Regions from separate parts of the Triticum aestivum genome. Here region 2 is linked to region 1. The links are chromatin contacts, called in public Hi-C maps. All regions are on one chromosome and are shown on one strand. The core of a region is the stretch at or near the end of the contact, and the rest is flanking DNA. Distances in the headings are between cores, read along the strand shown.

Evidence for each region. Hi-C and Micro-C count contacts between places; a contact is called where the count stands out from the background.
Region 2: a Hi-C map of leaf shows a contact between it and region 1, with 5 times the contacts expected there. The contact joins the promoter of LOC123112402 here to the promoter of LOC123112400 in region 1. A contact is called at or near these places in 4 of 5 Hi-C or Micro-C datasets (leaf, root and an unstated tissue) and 1 of 1 datasets of contacts at active chromatin or transcription factors (leaf).

What each region holds. Positions count from the first base shown.
Region 1 is chr5B:451,319,410-451,322,740 of IWGSC CS RefSeq v2.1, forward strand. It overlaps LOC123112400 (OVARIAN TUMOR DOMAIN-containing deubiquitinating enzyme 4), which reads left to right and starts at 1,464. Exons shown (of 8, transcript XM_044533377.1): 1 at 1,464-1,668; 2 at 1,850-1,923; 3 at 2,424-2,948; 4 at 3,019-3,140; 5 at 3,260-3,300. The coding sequence starts at 2,450.
Region 2 is chr5B:451,613,055-451,616,022 of IWGSC CS RefSeq v2.1, forward strand. It overlaps LOC123112402 (glucosamine 6-phosphate N-acetyltransferase 1-like), which reads right to left and starts at 1,537. Exons shown (of 1, transcript XM_044533380.1): 1 at 770-1,537. The coding sequence starts at 1,521. The coding sequence ends at 1,027. It overlaps LOC123116405, which reads left to right and starts at 1,715. Exons shown (of 7, transcript XM_044537369.1): 1 at 1,715-2,148; 2 at 2,377-2,589; 3 at 2,667-2,816. The coding sequence starts at 1,777.

The DNA of each region.
Region 1 (3,331 bases), core at 214-2,713:
GTTCACGTTTCCTTTTTCTTTTCTGAGATTTGATTTGAGAAAAGGCGAAACTCCGTTTACGTTTTTTTTAACAAAACAAAACTCTGTTTTTGTTTTTTTTTCGTGGCAGCGTGCGGGTCGGGGACTCCTATAGGGCGCCTTCAGCGCCGCGCAAGGATCTGGCGCCCGCAGCAGCGCTTGGATGGGCCGGCCCACAATCACGCAAAAAAGCAACGAGAAAAATGACACTCGCGCCCTCCCGATTCCACACGGTGAGGCTAGCCACTGCACCACCTAACTGCTAGCGGATATTCCCACCGCGAAATTTAAATAAACAGCAAATAGACGCGCTATTTATTGCACAATACACTGTGGCATTTATACATTTCAATTATTGAAAATATGTTCAAATATTACGGATGGAGTTCTTGGGCATGCAAAAAAAGGTCCGCGTATTAAAAAATAGTTCTGAATACACATTGAACATTTTCTTAGTATAGGGTGAACATTATTCAAAGAACACTGAACATTTTTTTAAAATACGCTGAACTTTTTTTGAATACATGCTGAACAAAATTTCTCTACACAATGAACATTTTTAATACACACTGAACATTTTTTCAATGTATAGTGAACAATATTCAAATACACGTAGAACTTTTTTTTAAATACGATGAACTCCTTTTGAATGCATGCTGAACAAAATTTCTATACATGATGAACATATTTTATACACACTGAACATTTTTCCAATGTATGGTGAACATTTTTCTTTAATACGGTTAACAAAAATTTGGAATTCAGAACTATTTTTGAAACATGAACAAAATTCGAAAACATGAACACAATTTGGAATTTCGAGAAACATTTTCTGAAAAGTCAAACGAATTTCGAAAAATCTGAACATATTTTGGATATTGAAAATAGTTCATTGAATTTAAAAAAGTTCACTAGTTTTCAAAAAAAGTTCATTGAATTTGAAAAAAAGTTCATCAATTTTGAAAAAAGTTCATGGAATTTGGTTAGAAAAGTTCATCGATTTTGCAGAAAATGTTCACACATTTTGCAGAAAAGAAAAAATGAACAAAACCGTTACAATAAAAAAGGAAAAAGAAAAAACTGTTCCAAAAACGAAAAAAAAAGAAAACCATTCCAGCAAATTAAAATAAAGATTATAAGAATAAAAAGGCCAGTAGTAAACACGTCAAGTAGGCTGGCTGGTTGGTTGTGACAACGAACTCTGAGCAAGGAGATCGCCAGTTCGAGTAACCGTGGGACTCTGTTTTTTGCGTTTCTTTAAAAAAAGTAACGTGGGCCGGCCCAGTGCGGTGAAAGGGGTGTGCGCCCTGTACCGTTAAGCCTAAAACGGGCGCTACGGGCGCCGTTTAGGAAATGCCGTGCGGGTCTGTCCCACTAGCGTAACGACAATATAGAATCGCACGGAGCGGCCCATTGTCTATGGGCCCGTCTAGAGCCCACGGCCATCGTCGCCTACTCGGCTCCATCCGGCGAGAGTAGACCAATCCCCTCCGCCTCTGCCTCTGGCTGTCTCTGCGTGGCGGAGCCTGAGCTTCTCCGGCTTCCACCAACCCTTCCACTGCTACCCACGTCCCCGCCGCAGCCCCATCCTCGCATCTCCCCTGCCCCTGCCGGATTAGCTCGCTCCGATCCGGAGACCCAAGCCTGAAGGTGCGAATCTCCCGGTCCCTCAGATGTCTAATTTGGGCTGCTCCGAAGTATAATCTGTACTAGTACCTTCCCTGCACTGTAGTAGGTGCACTGGAACTTGATAGTATGAAGCGTAGATTGCCCATGGCCTCCGGTGCTGTGATCTTTTTGAGTACTCAACTGCAGTGTGTCTACTGTCCAGGTGACCTTGTCTGCTGTTGTTGCCATAACGATGAGACTAGAGGGATCAGTGGTAGCATAGAGCTCTGTTTTCTGGTAAGTCTACTCGTGCCTGAAATGTTCATGATTTTGGAGGCGAATTCCATTGTAGGATCATATTCTGGGAAGTCCACAGGTTTAGCTTGTATGCAGTTTCTTTATAGCATATTCCGGCATGTGTGTGCTCAGTATGTTCGAACTAGTAAATTCATATATTCAGACAGGGACCTTTCTTCCTGTTATTTTGCCGTCAAAGCTCAAAAGGAGTGATGCCAATTCGCTAAAGCTCAATGTGGTCGTCAGCCTCTATGCTCTCAATCTCCTGGCAGATAATTTTTCTCATAGCAAAATTGCATAGTTGTGCAATCTGTAGCTGTTCTGAAACATACGTTAGTCTCCTTTTAAACGATGCTACTGTCACATGATGCACATCATGGTTCTCTGACCTTGGATCAATTTACTCTTACTTCGGTGTGTTGTCTTATTTTTTATTTGAGATGAATCAATGCTCTCATGTCCCACTAATTCTTAGCTGGTCGTCCGAACATGTTTTTCAGTTTATACTTGGTGCAACTGGAAGCAGATGCTGCTGCGTTGCGCGCCTGCTATATGTTTGCAACGCCGCACCTATACCATGTATTCTCAGCCTAGCCAGTTACAAGGAGGATTGTCACAGAGCATGGCCTTATGGAAGCATTCTCGCTCACATGCAGTCAGTTATCAAACAAAAATGGGTTTAGTTAGTCTTTCTCCTAAGAGCACAACATCATCTCATCTGCAAAATGGGACATGCTTTGCCTGCTTGGAGCAACAGTCTAAACACGGATTATCAGCGAGAGATCGTATCCTACATGCTAAGCTTGATATGGCCTCACATCACGGGTTTTCTAGTATTAGCTGGAAGTCGAGAACGACGAGAAGTTTAGCACAAAAAATAGGGGGTACAGGCGCTGGACTTTCCTTGAGTTTCACAGTTGCTGGGATAGCAAATGCTGGGGGTCCGGTGGATAATGACATTGATTCCAAATCATCCTCTAGTTGTGCTCATGGGAAGAAAGTTTACACAGAGTATTCTGTCACCGGTGAGTGTGTGGAACATTTTGTTTCTATATACATTATGCCTATATGCATGTAGTCACACACGACCTGCAGGCATTCCTGGGGATGGTAGATGCTTGTTCCGTTCTGTGGCTCATGGTGAGTGCATTAGGTCAGGGAAACCCATACCTAGTGAGAATCTTCAAAGGAAGCTCGCTGATGATTTAAGAACACTGGTATGTTTATAATGTATAAAGCCGAGGTCATACTTTTGATGAATATTGTTCTCAACACTGAAGATTTTTTTTCTTGGTTAGTCCTGTCTGAAATTTCTATATAACTTTTTTATTGTTAGGTTGCTGATGAGTTTATCAAGAGAAGGACAGAGACTGAATGGTTAGTTCCTTATCCTGCTGTTGTTCTTTCT
Region 2 (2,968 bases), core at 287-2,786, 290 kb after region 1:
TCTAAACAATACCAAAAATAAAACGGACAATTACAGTTCCACATGTACCTTTTTTTTGCCGCAGTGAACATTAATTCCACCGTCCATGAGTTTCTGTTAAAATAATCTTCATTCACCAAAATCGATGTCCTGTTAAGTCACACATTCAACAGATGCTAAAATAGTCTGTCTTCTCCTCAAATATTCAGCCATTTCACTTTTTACAATCTCAACAGTGTCCAAACACAGCTAAAATAATTTGCTTTCTTATTGTGTATTCTTAATCTTCCCAGTGCAAATGTGTAATAAAAATGTTGTTACATAACTTTTTTTTCCTGCTGTTCCAAGATTACTTTTAGTACCTTCAAGTGAAATATCAAAATACGGCTCCAGCATGCGTAGCCAACAATACCAGTTGCAAGGATTGACAGATAACAGTTCGAAAAATAAAACACATCCATCCATGAGTTTCTGGTAAAAATAATCTTCATTCACTAAAATCGATGTCCTGTTAAGTCACACATTCAACAGATGCTAAAATAGTCCGCCTTCTCCCCAAATATTCAGCCCTTCCCCTTTTTACAATCTCACCAGTGTCCAAACACAGTTAGAAATGATTTGCTTTCTTATTTCGTAGTATTCTTTGTTTTACCAATGCAAACGTGTAATCAAAATGATGTTACAACATAACTTTTTTCCCCGAGGTTCCAAGATTACTTTTAGTATTTTCAAGGGAAAATTATCTGCAAGCCTGAGACTGGATATTTGGATGTAATCATCTCAATACAACTTCAACAAGCTGTGTTCATCAGAATAACAAAAAATGCGGAACATTTTGACCTGGTAGTAGTTATCAGTGCAACCCATATCGATCACTACCAGTTCATGCAAAAGCAGCAAGGATTGACAGATAACATAAATCTTTGAACTAATTGAGAGCAAACCATAAAAGCGCAAATTATTCCGTCACGTTTCATAGATATAGATACAGGCAACAGCTAGAAAACATCACCAGGGAGAGATCCATCCGAGAAGGCTGAACCTAGATCAGAAGTAGAGCCCCATCTGGACGTTCTTCTCCATGAATCCGCACTTGGCGTAGAACCCCCTCAGCTCCGGAGTGCAGTTCAGTATAACCTTGTAGCACCCCCTCGCACTCGCGTGCTCCACGAGGCGGCGCACGACGCGCTCCCCGAGCCCCCGGCCGCGCGCCGCGGCGTCCACCACCACGTCCTCCACGTGCCCCACGGTGCCGCAGCGGCGGATGAACTTGCGCTCCACGAGAACCGCCCCCGCGGCGGCGATGCGGCCCGTGCCGGCGTCCTCGGCGACGAGGACGAGGTGGTCGCCGCCCAGGGCCGCGAGCTCGGCGAAGCGGGAGCGGAAGGAGTCCTCGGTGAGGGGCGCGGAGGGGGAGAGCTGCGCGAGGAGGTCGCAGAAGCCCTTGGAGAGGTCGCCGAGCTCGAGCGGCCGGATGCGGTACGCGTCGGCGTCGACGCCGGCGCCGGCCTCCGACGCCATGGCTGCTTGCGGTTGTTCCATCGGCGTGCCGTCTGACTATTTCGGCCTGGGAGACGGAGGGACGTCAAATAAGGCCCAATTGGTGTTAGTACCAGGCCCTGTTACATTTTGATTGGGCCTTTACAGGGACTGAACTCATGGGCCGGATCTACAAAGATTCGCCCGTTACACACGTCGCTTCAACTTGGCATTTCGAAAACCACTTTCCCGAAGCCACCCGCCCAAAGCCCCAAACACAGCCGGAAAAATCCCAAAATCGAAACGCGTCACGTCTCCATGGTCGCCGCCCCCGCCCCCGCCCCCGCCGCCGGCGAGGCGACCCCGCCCCCGGAGCCGCCTCCGTCCCGCGTGTCCGTTCGCTCCTCCTCGTCGTCCTCCCGGCGCCGATGCGCCCTCTCGAGCCGTTTCCGTGAGCCGGCGAGCCCGCGGCGCCACGCGTGGGTCTCCCTCCAGGGCCGCCTCGTCGGCGCCGAGGAGGCGGCGTCCGCTGATGCGGCCGCGCCGGGCCTCCCGTCGGACGAGGCGACGGCGTGGGAGCTCTTCAGCCCGATGCACCGCGTCCTCCTCGTCGCCACCGTGGCGGCCGCCTCCTCCCGCTCCCACGCGGCCCGCCGCATCGAGCAGCTCCAGCGATCGATTCATTTCAGGGTTTGCTTCTTCTCATCTCTTCCGTTTCGATCTTATTTGGATACACAGTGGCCACCCAATGCTATCAAGTGCCTGTATAAGTTTCTGCTGTTTAAACGAGTTATTATATGAGATCTCCACCTCCACTAAGACGGTGCACATTTGTATTCTAGCAATTTTTTTTAAAAAAAAATAGCGTGTTGAATCAGCAGTACAAGTGAACAACAAAATAATGTTTTCGTTGTGCAGGATGAGGTGCTGCAAAGCATGCAGCAGAAGCTGGATGATCTGTTGTCCGAGATGCACTCCCTGCAACAGCAATATGTCAAGTGCGACAGCTTCATTTCCACCCAGAGTGAAAAGGTTGAGTTGGTAAGCAGCAAGAAGCTAATGGATGAGGAGGGAACCAGATGCTGTGCGTGCTCACAGCTGGTGACTGCTGCTACTCCTTACAAGACAAAGGTATATGTTTACAAAGAGTATGCTCCCAGAGTTGCTTTTGTCTCCCTTATATTCTCTTATGCTGGACAAATGTGCAGGATTTCTGTGGAATGGATGATGCAAAGAGCGATGTAGTTGATAGGACTAGTGTAAGTCTTGTGGATCATGAGGAGCGCCGGATGTCGGATCTCTCAGACATTTGGAGTGTCGTATCCTCTGTGGATAATCATTTAAGCGGGGACAATCAGGTAACTAAGAATGTACTTTTCCGTGGCGGAAGTATCTATTTTGTGTTTATATTCGTTTATGATTATAGTTTGTGCTGGTCATATACACCTCCATGTTTCCATGGCATATGCATTGTTTATGCTAATGTCAAATGTGCTCTTATCATCATTCT